Regions from separate parts of the Ovis aries genome. Here region 1 is linked to region 2. Evidence: chromatin contacts called from public Hi-C data. All regions are on one chromosome and are shown on one strand. Each heading gives the region's core, a stretch centred on a gene start, on an enhancer-like site or on the middle of the called end of the contact. The rest is flanking DNA. Distances are from core to core; before and after follow the strand shown.

Region 1 (6,788 bases), core at 1,405-3,904, 220 kb before region 2:
ACTGGATATAGAAAACATTAAGAGGAAGAGAGTGTTAACCCCTAATAAAGGCCAAATAAAATCACTTAAAATTGAAATAGAATACTGCAAATATTTGATATTTAAAAGTTATCATTTAAAAAATGAAATATAGGGTCTTTCCTGGTGGTCCACTGGGTAAGACTCCAAATTTCCAATGCAGGGTTGGTTACTGGGTTCCATCTCTAGTTGGGGAAGTAAGGACTCCCATGACACAATGAACAGATCCTGCATGCTGTAACTAAGATCTGGCACAGCCAAATAAATAAATATTTTAAAAAGGAAGAAAATAGAAAGTAAAAAAAATGAAGAATCAATTGTTTCAACTTAAAAAAAAAAGTTAAAGATAGTCTTGATCGTTGCTTTGTGACAAATATTCCAGATGTAGGAAACTTTCATTTTGCATTGATGTTGGTTGAATTAAGAATGTCCCAAACCTCTTTACTTCTACACTAGTGACCGTAGCTCAGACAGTAAAACATCTGCCTGCAATGCAGAAGACCTGGGTCAGGAAGATTCCCTGGAGAAGGAAATGGCAACCCACTCCAGTATTCTGGCCTGGAGAATCCCATGGACAGAGGAGCCTGACGGGCTACAGTCCATAGAGTTGTGAAGGGTCAGACACGAATGAGCAACTAACACTCACTGAACATGCAAACATCTTCTAGGTGGGTGTCCTATAGGGTACATGTTGCTTCACAGAAGTTCATTTCCTTTTAATTATATATACAGGTTTGCTTGCCCTAGTCTTGATTTTGCCATTGAATTCAATATTGCTCTTGCTGGTGGCTGCTCTCTGGGCCTGATTTGAGTTCCCCTGTCTGGTTGTCCTTACTTTACTGAAAGTAAAATGAATACTGAGCAAATAAATCCAGTCCTTAGTTTTCCAAAAAAAATATTGCTCTTGCCAATTCAGATTTTGGAGCAGTTTCTGATTTTGTGTTTGTGTGTTCTATAGCAACAATCACATCTTTTTGCAGCTCATCTGTTAAGTATGTACAAAGAACTGTAGCCTATGGTGAATACTGCAATATTTGGAAAAGACAGCAGTCGTTACTGGAAAGGTTTCAAATGGCATGAGTGTTCAGAACTGCTAGCAACTTTAATAGAACCACACAGAATCACTTGTTGAAACTGCCAATATGAGGCAAATGCCAACAGACTGCTTCCAAAGTTTGTTGTTTTTTCTGACACCACTCATAGGATTTGTATAAGTATCCCATGTGTATGAACTTACCAATATTTATTTTATTTATAGAAATGAATTACTGTTAGAAACAGACCAGGCCACAAACATACAGTTATAACTAGTGCGTGCTGGTAAGTCGACTCTCTGCAGGGCAGGGAGGGACGTCCTGATATGTGTAGCTTTTGCCAGTTTCTGAGGAGGGGAGGTATAAATAGTCCCACCAGGGTCAATTTTGAGCTATTGATGTGACGTCACTAGGAGTCAGAAAAAGATGCTCTTAACCGGCTGGCACTCTCTCTTTCCTTTGTGTACCTGCCCCACAACATCACTGCTTCTAAGGTGGCAACAGCTACAGACAAGACAGATTAGACTGTGACCGCTTCCCTCCTGCTCCCCTTCTGTTCAGGAACTGCCAGCCTTAATTTTCCAATCCATGTCTCAGTGTCTTCTACTCTTGCTTTTGATATGTTATCAGTGGATTCCTTTGAACTAGTGACAGGTCTATGTTGATCATTAGGTTTTAATTCTCACACGGGAATAGTTTCCCAGGCTTCTAGATTCCTTAACTTATTTTTACTAGGGTTTTCAGGCTCTGGAAACACATCACATGTCTGAGAAATGCTGGGAAGGAATTCCTGCAGAGAAGCATTAAACCAGTAGGTCTGAGTTAAAACAGTCCATTTGCTTGAATGATCATGATTCTCCTGGATATATTTTCATTGGTCCCAATTTTGCCCACTGGTCATTGTCATCCATCTTGTTTTAGGGGATTTTAGGTGTGGAGTCCTATACAATGTGGTGTTGCTGCTGCTGCTGCTGCTAAGTCACTTCAGTCGTCCGACTCTGTGCGACCCCATAGACGGCAGCCCACAAGGCTCCCCCGTCCCTGGGATTCTCCAGGCAAGAACACTGGAGTGGGTTGCCAGTTCCTTCTCCAACGCATGAAAGTGAAAAGCGAAAGTGAAGTCGCTCAGTCGTGTCCGACCCTCAGCAACCCCATGGACTGCCGCCTTCCGGGCTCCTCCGTCCCCAGTACAGTGATTTTACAAAGAGGCTGACCACTAGGATTGATTAGTGATCGTTTGACCGCTGTCTGGTCTTGCACATGTGGCACAAGCTAGCTGTCAACATAGCTGGTTGTCTCCAACCTCTGTTTTCCCTTTCATTCTTATTATTAGAACAACAACAACAACAACACAGCCTCCCTTGGAGCTAGAAATGGCCAACAGAAGTGGGGTGCAATGTCTGGAAAGTGTCCTTAAATAGGCAGGGCATACTAGTCTTCTCTTTTAATCACTCACAGCTAGAACAAATTAAACGGCAGACTAACCCATCTGTTCCTATTGAAAGCACAGACCACTGGCAAGAAGCTTAGGAAGGTCCGTAATGGAGTGTGATCCATGAAAGAACTCAGCATTATTCAGTGATTCAGAAGGCGTGGGGGAGGAGAGATGACCTCCACCTACAAATGATACACTTTGTAATATAAGATATTGTAGCCCCAGGTGCCTACTGCCTGTCTGCCAAGAAGGTTGGTGAATAAGTAGACTTCTCTACAGCTCTGGATTGGTAAGCCTTCTGATTTCTAATCTTTTCCGGGATCTTTTCAGGAATGTCTGTAATCTTCACTTTGTAGGAACCAGACTCCTGGAAGGCTTAGAATGTACTTTATTGCTCTGCCAGCTGAGGGTGTAAATACTGGCTGAGGGAACAAGGGGATTCAGCCTAGGAACGAGATCATGGGAGGTGAGCACTGGGGATCAGAAAGCCACTTTCACACATCAAAATAAAAAACGGTTTAGGCTTTTTCATGGAGACTTCCCGGGACCAAAATCAGGACCTATGGGTTAAGGCTGCCAATTTAACTCTTACCTAAAGAGAAATCTCCTACCTACTAGGGTTGGAAGGAGGTGGTGGACGGGGGCACGTCTCCAGTACTGGGAATACTGAAGCAAAGGATGGTGAAGAATTAATTTATCAACTGAGCAGCAGTTCCCAGTTACCAAGCTGTACATTGGTACCTGTCCACAAAGTTTTCCAGGTCTCATTTTCCTATTAAGAAAGAAAAGACAATGTGGTACATTTTAAATTTGCAATTTGAAGTATATTTCATTTATTCTGAGACTATGTTTTCTCTATCTTCTTGTTGTTAAATAGTAGGTAATATTTGTTATTGTTGTTGTTTAACATCATAACTCAACAAAAAATAGAAAATCTCAACAGCTCCATGTAAGTCGCCATTAAAAATAAATAAAATTTCTGTGAAATCTGGAAATCTGGTAACCTGCAAGATGGATGAAATGACTCTGAAGCTTTCTGACTTGACCTTTCAAGGAGCTGTAGTTCATCCTAGTGGCCACTAGATGCCACTCTTGTGTACTTACAGCAGCTGCTGCCGCTGCTGCTAAGTCGCATCAGTCTTGTCCGACTCTGTGCGACCCCATAGACTGCAGCCCACCAGGATCCCCTCGTCCATGGGATTCCCCAGGGAAGAACACTGGAGTGGGTTGCCATTTCCTTCTCCAATGCATGAAAGTGAAAGTGAAGTCGCTCAGTCGTGTCCGACTCTTAGCGACCCCACGGACTGCAGCCCACCAGACAAAGGTACTGGAGTGAGTTGCCATTTCCCTCTCCGGTACTTACCGCAGCTAAATAATTTCCGTGCAAGTAGAGAATCCAGAAACGGGATCTACTTTCTTTCAGTTCAGTTCAGTCTCTCAGTCGTGTCTGACTCTTTTGCGACCCCGTGGACTGCAGCACGCCAGGCCTCCCTGTTCATTGCCAACTCCTGGAGTTTACTCAAACTCATATGCACTGAGTTGGTAATGCCATCCAACCATCTCATCCTCTGTCGTCCTCTTCTCCTGCCTTCAATCTTTCCCAGCATCAGAGTCTTTTCAAATGAGTTAGTTCTTTGCATCAGGTGGCCAAAGTATTGCAATTTCAGCTTCAGCATCAGTCCCTCCAAAGAACATCCAGGACTGATCTCCTTTAGAAAGCGCTAGGTGGATCTCCTTGCAGTCCAAGGTACTCTCAAGAGTCTTCTCCAACACCACAGTTCAAAAGCATAAATTCTTCGTTGCTAAGCTTTTTTTATAGGCCAACTCTCGCATCCATACATGACTACTAGAAAAACCATAGCTTTACCTAGCTTTGTTAGCAAAGTAATGTCTCTGCTTTTTAATATAAGGTCTAGATTTTTGATTTTTTTAACTTTTCTTCCAAGGAGCAAGCATCTTTTAATTTCACGGTTACAGTCACCATCTGCAGTGATTTTGGAGCCCCCCCAAAATAAAGTCTCTTCACTGTTTCCACTGTCTCTCCATCTATTTGCCATGAAGTGATGGGACCAGATGCCATGATCTTAGTTTTCTGAATGTTGAGCTTTAAGTCAGCTTTTTCACTCTCCTCTTTCACTTTCATCAAGAGGCTCTTTAGTTCTTCTTCACTTTCTGCCATAAGGGTGGTGTCATCTGCATATCTGAGGTTATTGATATTTCTCCCAGCAATCTTGATTCCAGCTTGTGCTTCCCCCAGCCCAGCATTTCTCATGATGTACTCTGCATACAAGCTAAATAAGCAGGGTGACAATATACAGCCTTGACATACTCCTTTTCCTATTTGGAACCAGTCTCTTCCATGTCCAGTTCTAACTGTTGCTTCCTGACCTGCATACAGATTTCTCAAGAGGAAGATCAGGTGGTCTGTTATTCCTATCTCTTTCAGAATTTTCCAGAGTTTGTTGTGATCCACACAGTCAAAGGCTTTGGTATAGTCAATAAAGCAGAAGTAGATGTTTTTCTGGAACTCTCTTGCTTTTCAATGATCCAGCGGACTTTGGCAATTTGATCTCTGGTTTCTCTGCCTTTTCTAAATCCAGCTTGAACATCTGGAAGTTCATGGTTCGTGTACTGTTGAAGCCTGGCTTGGAGAATTTTGAGCATTACTTTACTAGCGTGTGAGATGAGTGCAATTGTGCGGTAGTTTGAGCATTCTTTGGTATTGCCTTTCTTTGGGATTGGAATGAAAACTGACCTTTTCCAGCCCTGTGGCCCCTGCTGAGTCAGTAAATTAAACTTTACTGGGGCTTCCCTGTTGGCTCAAATGGTGAAGAATCTGCCTGCAATGCAGGAGACCCATGTTCAATCCCTGAGTTGCCCCTGGAAAAGAGAATGGCTACCCACCCCAGTATTCTTGCCTGGAGAATTCCATGGATGAAGAAGCCTGGCAGACTACAGTCCATGGTGTCACAAAGGGTCAGACACAACTGAGCAACTCTATTGACAAAGTACTCATTTTTCCCATGTAAAGCATTTTCATAAACACTAATTTTCATTATTGTTTGAAAACAAAATTAACTTTCAAAGTTCTAAAAAATGGAAATGATTACTACCTTAAATGCTTTCTCTAAATAAAGGTCTCCAGTATCCTCATAAGTTTAGTGTACCTGCAATAAACTGTTCCTCTTGGTCAAGAGCTTTCTGTGAGCATCTCAACTGGCTGATGACTATTCGCATGAGCAGGGACTACGTCCTGCCCATTTTACAGAGCACACGGCATCTAGCATGATGTCACATTAGTGATCATAATCTCCATTTGTTTTGTGGTTTACACTTCTTTGAAGTCCTTATAGTTCATTTCCTCTCAATGGTAGTTCAAGTGGCAGAGAATGACCTTTCCTTTGTCCTTCTCTGTAATAAGTCAAAGTGAATCTAAAACATGTTCTTCACACTGAAAACTTTCTAACTCATTCATTCATGAATTCAACAAACATTTATTAAGCCCTACTATTGGAGAAGGCAATGGCACCCCACTCCGGTATTCTTGCCTGGAGAATCCCATGGACGGAGGAGCCTGGTAGGCTGCAGTCCATGGGGTTGCTAGGAGTTGGACACAACTGAGTGACTTCACTTTCACTTTTCACTTTCATGCATTGGAGAAGGAAATGGCAACCCACTCATGTTCTTGCCTGGAGAATCCCAGGGACGGGGGAGCCTGGTGGGCTGCCATCTCTGGGGTCCCACAGAATCGGACACGACTGAAGCGACTTAGCAGCGGCATGTATTAAGTACTCTACTGTGCCCTGTGTTAGTAATAAACACTCTCATCTATGGGAGCAATAAAGCACATTCTATGTCTTCCAGGAGTCTGGTTGCTACAAAGATTACAGACATTCCTAAAAAGATCCTGTGAAGCTGTCAGATATAAAACCAACATGTTTCAAGACATATGAAGCATATTTTGAAAAGCTAAAGATTACGCTTTTCTGCTGAATTTTACTTATTTAGAAGTTACTTTGCTTCTGAATGACAGCTGTATCAATTGGAGAGGGCTTTCCTCCAGCACCTCCTGCTGGTGACAGCATCAGATATCAGATGATAACTGTTGAACCAGCAGTCCCCTTCTAGAACTCAGTCCTAAGGAAATCATTAAAAAAAAAGTGGATCAGGGGACTTTCCAGGTGGTCCAGTGGTTAAGACTCTGTGCTGCCAATAGAGGGGATGTGGATTCGCTCTCTGGTCAGGAGCTAGATCCCACATGCCCTGCAGTGCAGCCAAAAAAATTCTTTTAAAAAAAGTGG
Region 2 (6,677 bases), core at 2,940-5,439:
GGGGAAATGACAGTGAAGGAGGAATGCAGAGCAACCCTGAGGATTGTGTGCACAGAGGTACTGGTCATGGAAATGGGAGAGACCAAAATTAAGAGTGAGGTTTGGGTAGGTTAAATTTGAGATGCCTGTGAGTCATCCCAGTGGAAATGTCAAGTAAGTAGTTGTGTTTGGAACACAGAGGAGAGATTTGGGCTAGACAAAGATATTTGGGAGCCAAGGAAAGATGAAATTGTGTGAAGAGGGCAACAGGAAAAGAGAGCCCAGGATTGAACCTTGGGAAATGCAGGTCCTCCAATATTCACAAGTGAGATGCAAGAGGAGGAGGAAGAGAGTGATGCGGGGTGAATGCCAAGAGAGGAAACCAAAAGAGGAGAGTCCTTTGAAAGGGGCAGGAATCTATTCTATTAATGTTCCTGAGATGAGTAAGATGAGGACAACCAGTGACCACTGGGAAGGAACACAGAGATAGTTGGTGACCTTGAAAGTGTGGTTTGGGGCGAGGGGTGGAAGTAGGTGCCAAGTAGGGTGACCTTCTAATTGTTGAGGTCACTGGGCTTTGCCATAATCTCTAGGAGACCATGAAACTTTTGAGCATTGAATAGTGAGATGAGTAGGGTCTATTTGGCTGATTGAGAGGACCCAATGTGTTCGAAAATTAGTCAGTGTCTTGTATCTCCTTCTTCTGATTGGCAGTTGAAGATCAAGCTTCCCCCCGCATGGCAGAATGGTACAGGAGTTCAAGAGTCCCTTGGAACACCATTCTCCAGGCTTTGCTAACTAGCCTGTTTCCCTCTCCCCATGCCTGTTCCTACAGGACACTTCACAGCCATGGTATGGAAGAATACAAAGAAGATGGGAGTGGGGAAGGCGTCTGCAAGTGACGGGTCCTCTTTTGTGGTGGCCAGATACTTCCCAGCAGGAAATGTCGTCAACCAAGGCTTCTTTGAGGAAAATGTCCTGCCTCCAAAGAAGTAATTTGTCCAGTGGAATGGGAAGGTGGCAGACTTAAGAACTTGGATATGAAGTGCCTAGAACAACAAAACTCAGCTGGGTGTCTGTCCCTGTGGGTGTGTGTGCTGTGTGTGTGATGCTGAGTCTCTTGCACACGCACTTGGTTAGACAGTTGTGCATAAAATCATTCTCATCAAAGAAATGAGCATACAAAGCCTTTATCTCAATGATTCCCTGGGCTGCAATTATTTGGACTTTGAGGGGAAAAACTCAATTTTTAAACTTTAAAAAAATTTTTTAAAGCAAACTTTTTTTGTACCTTCTTACTTATATCCATCCCTAATCCCTGGACTTTCTGTATTCCAACTGTTTGTGATGCTGAGAAAGTGAAGTTCATCTTATGGGACCTTCATGCATTGTAATCTACTTTTGGTAGATATTTAAGAATATTAAATCCTCATTTAAATGTGACAAAAATACAGCTTTAAACATGTAAATACAAAGCGGTTTCCATCCGAAATACAGGGTAGGCAGGGACTCCATTTCATGGAATTACTGAGATTTCTCAGTTGTAAGACATGATGTCATCTGCACGCCTCCTGGAATTCTCTAGTGGGATTGCCAAATGGAGAAAAAAGCTTGACTTCCTTGCATTTTTCTATCTTCCACCACCCTTGGCCCACCCTCTTTTTCTAAAGATCCTCTGGCATTTCAGAGCTCACTATGCCGCCCCTCCACCACCACCTTGGTTTCTAGGGAGCAGGGCTAGGCCTGCAACTCACCCATCCCCCACTCTGCCTGGTGGCCCGGGGCCTGTTCTGGGAGAAAGCCCCTCACTCTGCCTGGGCTCTTGGCCAAGCAGCCTTGGATGATGAAGTCAGTGAGGGCGGGGGTGAGGGTGAGCTCACTCAGAGTCCCCAGAGGAAGCCCTCCAGCCTGTGCCCTCCCCCCACACAGGGTGGGAGCCCCAGCCTGTTCCTGGCAGCTGTGACTGCAGCTGTGCTGCTGCTCCTCCAGGAATGTGTCACAGGCCCAAGCATTCCAAAGAGATATCCCATGCGGGGGCTTAGAGGCGCTAACTTAGTTCTGCGTTTTGCCTCAAACTATGCAAAGTCCTCTAAAATCAGGACTCCATATGGTCCAGGTGAGAAGGGCCAAGCTGTGTGTCCCTGAAACCACGGCATCTCCAGGTAGTGAGATAGCAGGGCCAGGAGTCTGTGCGAGCCAGTCTTTGAGACGTGCTTCCTGAACGTCTCTGTTGTGAACACAGGCTTCTGCTGTGCCCTTCGTCTCACCCAGGGACAGTAATAAAATCTTTTTTAGTGTAATATCTTACTCCCATGTGATTCATGCCTGATTCTTAAGGTTTTCTTTGGTATGAACCATTTAAAAAAATCTTTTATCAAGTTTGTTACAATCTTGCTTCTGGGTTTTTTGTTTTATGTTTTTGTCCCCAAGGCATATGGGATGTTAGTTCCCTGACCAGGGATCAAACCTGCATCCCCTGCATTGGAAGGTGAAGTCTTACCACCAGGGAAGTTGCTCGTGCCTGATTCTTAACCAGTAACTAAGGTAATCAATAACTCTGAGTTCCATCTTAGGTAACTCAAGATTCTGAATACCTCCAACCCCTCCCCTGTAGACTTGTTTTGAATCACGTGACCTACCGTCTCATAGCTGACAGGACTAGAGTGGACATGTGATTCATGGCAGCCAATCTCTAGCCTGGCCATGGACCAGGAATTTGAGCTAAGAAATACAGAGAGAATTGACCAGTGGGGCTGAAAAAATAAGGATGCTATGAGTTTGAATTAAGACTACGGCAAGTCAAAGCTATGTGTAAGCCCAGTTATGAGTTGGAAATATATGGAAGTGAGAAAGCCAGTTGTTAAGAGGTATAAAACAGGTGGAAAGACAGGAAGACTCGTCTTATCCTTTCCAGTTCCAGGCCAAATCTATATTTAAAACATTTTCTTCAGGGTTTCCCAACAAATTGATATATTAATTGATGGTCCCCAGAAGGATAGAATATTAGATAGAGGCCCCCCGAACCCCCGCCCTCCAGGGAGTTTCCAGCAACAGAAAATGCTGACCTGTGCAAGAAGCTGAGGGCCTTGGCCATACCTGGGCAGCTACCACGAACAAGACAAACTCAGCGACCAGTCATTGAACATCCCGTAGCTCCTAGGGACATACTCTACCCAATACACAAGTATACCTAACCACCTGATGGACCCTGGCAGGCAGCCTGCCCCTTTAGGTTGGAGTCTGTTTCTTCAGTTGGCTGGAGTAAGGAACAAGCTGACCAGGGGAGCTTTCTAAAGCTGAAGATAAGCCAGATAACAAAGCTGGCTGAGTGAGTAGGCACAAATCTAATTTCTTACAATGGATTTTGTAAAGATGGCAGCTCCTAAAAGTTCAAGGGCTTCTCTGATGGCTAAGTCAGTAAAGAATCTGCCTGCAATGCAGGAGATGTGGGTTTGATCCCTGGGTCACACAGATCCTCTGGAGAAGGAAATGGCACCCCACTCCAGAATTCTTGCCTGGGAAATCCCATGGACAGAGGAGCTGGTAGGCTACAGTCCACGGGGTCGCAAGAGTTGGACATGACTTAGGAACTAAATCACCACCACCATAAATTCCACGTGAGCAGAAGACAAGCCAGATTGCCACCTCTCCTTTGCAGCCAGAGGGTAGAGGGAGTCAGACACTCTGGCTTCCAGTCCTAGCTCTGTGAACTGAGTTGAATGAGCCCCTTCCCCTCTCTGGGCCACAATCTGTCTAGCTGTACAAGGTCTGACACATGGAAATAAGCCTATTGGATCCTCTAAGGTCTCCAGGACACCCTGTAAACCTAACTTTCTTAAGCCAGAAGGAAGCATCTGATGAGAGATCTTCTGGCCATGGTTTCTGGGACCTGAAACAAAAACAGAGGGGCATGGCCACCTCCTCCATCCACGTTGGGGTGGGGGCAAAGGAGTGATGATGACCCACTCATCCCCTACCCCTGGGTGGGCAGGCCTAGAAGCCAATGGAAGTGATGAGTGTCTGGCCTCAGCACCAAGAGGCCTCATCCTTCACCTGAATCACAGTGGCCTCTCCTCTCCAGAGATCAGAGCTGGAGAAGCAATTAGAGCTTAATTATCTTCACAGGGAGAGAAGGGACCAGGTGGAACTCACCTAAGCCACAGAGCTAGTCCGTGGAAGGGCAGAAAGCCAAACCTTCTTCCCTTGGGGAAAACAGAAGGTTCTAGCCTTGTGCAGACACGTACCTCAAGAGACTGAGTGCTTCTCACCCTGGAGACGTCAAGGTGAACAAATATAGCATTAAAAGGTAAGTACTCTAAAATAATTTTCAAATTAAGAAAAAGCCAGATCTGGAATGAAGGGAGGAGGGAAAGACCAGCAGTTAATAATGAGAACTTGACTACACCGGGAGGGAAAGAGCTGGCAGGCTCACATTCCCAAGGCTGCAGCGAGTTTTCCTAGTAAGGACGCTAAAGACGGCCTGACGGTCAGGAGTGGGGCTCAGGGATCAAGGGTGCGGTCCGAGCTCAAGTCTTCTCTACAGGACCTTGCTGTTGCCGCCAGGGTCTACGCTGTTGTGCTGGGAGCCCCGAAGGCTGGTCCTGGTGGGACCCCCAGGAGCCGGCCCTCTTCCGTGGGAGGCTGTGGCTGGTCCTTATCCCCTCCTGGGCACAGCAGCGCCACGGGAACTTGGGGAGCCCCCACGCCGGCTCGGAGGCGGGGTGGGCCGTGGACGTGGCACCCGGGGGGGACGCCTAGAGTTCTGGATGTCTCCTTTCTAGCCGCTCGGCCGTGCGCCCGCTATCTGGGGCTTTACCTCTGTCTGAAAAATGGGCACAGGGTGTTTTGCGGCTATCGGGTCAGAGAAGAGGGAGTGGCACCGGGGGCGGTAATGAGTTCGCCGTTCCCAGGCGGGAGATGACTCTCCAGCGCCACCGCGTGGCTGAGGCGGCGCACGGAGCCCAGCCCGAGGAGATGGGGATTTCCAGACTTGCCAAAGATCACAGAGAACCACAAGTGTTTACGAAAGGAGCAGCCAGCCAGGAACACCGAAGCCTGGCGAACTAGTGAAATGGCAGCTAGCATCTGTTGAACGATTGTTGCGAACCAAACACTGGGCTTAACATTTTCTGGCCCTTTTCTCTTGTAAACTCTTAATCATCTTTTAAGCGGATGCAGCTATTATTCCTATCTCACAGCGGAGGAAACTGAGGTTTAGAGAGAATGAGAAACTTGTCCAAGTCCCCAGCTGATGGGGAAAGCTGACCTATCCCAGCCTCCAACATTTTACAAGCTAGAGACTTGGAAGTGTGGGCAGAATGGCCCGATTTTCCGTGAAACTGAAATAATCAGGGCTTCGAGGGCCCTCCCATCCCCCGGTCCGAGAGTAACTCCTGCGTCCTTGCTCCCTGAGGGGCCGCCACCTCTCCGTTTTATTGGGTCGGCCAAAAAGGTTGTTTCTTTTTGGCCGACCCAATGTGAAGAATGATGTCTGTAGCCGCAAAGGTCAGAAGCCAAAGAACACAGCTTTTTCTTCTCTAATATCCAGGAGCCTTGGTAGTGAAAGGTGCTTTGGGGCTTGAGAATCACAGACAGAGGAAAGATGAGTAGTTAGGAGCATCCCAGAAGGGTGGGTTTCAGAAGGACTGGGTTTCAGGCCCTGCTCTGCTTCCAACTAGCTACGTGATCTTGGGCAAGTTCATGCTCTTCTATGGGCCTTGGTTTCCCTCCTGTGCAACGTACATTCCTCTAGATGATGTAAAAATCCTTACCCCAGCCTTCCTAATAGCCTTCCCCATACTAGCCCCGCCCAGACTGGCCCTGACATTCCAGAAGCCTCCCTGAAGTGAGGTTGAAGGTCCCAGGTGGGAGCTGTGACCCATCTCTGAGTTTCCTCCTGAGTTCTGGGCCCTGGACTAGGTCCTGGCAGGGTATCTGGCCTTGGCAGATGAGAGCCATCAGAGGGGAGAAAAGCCCTGTGCCTCTGAGAAAGGCCTCAGGGAGGGGGGCCTGCATTGTGATGACCTCATCCATTCTATGACATCATCCTCTCTCTTATTCCCACTCCTCCCTGATCAACTGCTCTGCAAACAACCATCAGTCTGAATCCCAAAGGCCTGAGAAAGTCTGTTCTCCAGTACCTACTGCTGATCTTCTGTCTCACCCAGCAAGAAGCACCATGAAATTGGAATTCACCGAGAAAAACTACAACAGCTTCGTACTGCAGAACCTGAACAAACAGAGAAAACGCAAAGAGTACTGGGACATAGCCCTGACTGTGGACCACCATGTCTTCTTTGCACATCGCAATGTGCTGGCTGCAGTCTCCCCGCTGGTGAAGAACCTCATCTCCAACCATGACATGAAGACCACCGATGAGCTCTTTATCACCATTGACCCCAACTACCTGAGTCCGACCACAGTGGACCAGCTCCTAGACTACTTCTACAGTGGCAAGGTGGTGATCTCAGAACAGAACGTGGAAGAGCTCCTTCGCGGGGCCCAGTATTTCAACACACCCCGCCTTCGAATTCACTGCAATGACTTCCTGATCAAGTCCATCCGCCGTGCCAACTGCTTGCGCTACCTCTTCTTGGCTGAGTTGTTTGAGCTCAAAGAGGTGTCAGACTTGGCCTACTCTGGTATTCGTGACAACTTCCACTACTGGGCCAGTCCTGAGGGCAGCATGCACTTCATGC

Evidence for each region. A called contact is a pair of places that touch in the nucleus more often than the background predicts.
Region 1: a Hi-C map of omental adipose tissue shows a contact between it and region 2, with 1.8 times the contacts expected there. The contact joins the enhancer-like site here to the promoter of CCIN in region 2. A contact is called at or near these places in 3 of 16 Hi-C or Micro-C datasets (hypothalamus, omental adipose tissue and tail adipose tissue).

The regions. Positions count from the first base shown.
Region 1 is chr2:52,603,622-52,610,409 of ARS-UI_Ramb_v3.0, reverse strand. No RefSeq gene overlaps it. Among named protein-coding and RNA genes, the nearest start is that of SPAAR, 14 kb to the left of the region's middle. Within about 2 kb of position 2,654, at least 3 of the 54 cell types and tissues checked have an H3K27ac peak or open chromatin away from gene starts, as enhancers often do.
Region 2 is chr2:52,390,135-52,396,811 of ARS-UI_Ramb_v3.0, reverse strand. It overlaps CCIN (calicin), which reads left to right and starts at 4,189. Exons shown (of 2, transcript XM_027964423.3): 1 at 4,189-4,285; 2 at 6,080-6,677. The coding sequence starts at 6,158. It overlaps GLIPR2 (GLI pathogenesis related 2), which reads left to right. Exons shown (of 5, transcript XM_015093150.3): 5 at 815-1,258. The coding sequence ends at 975.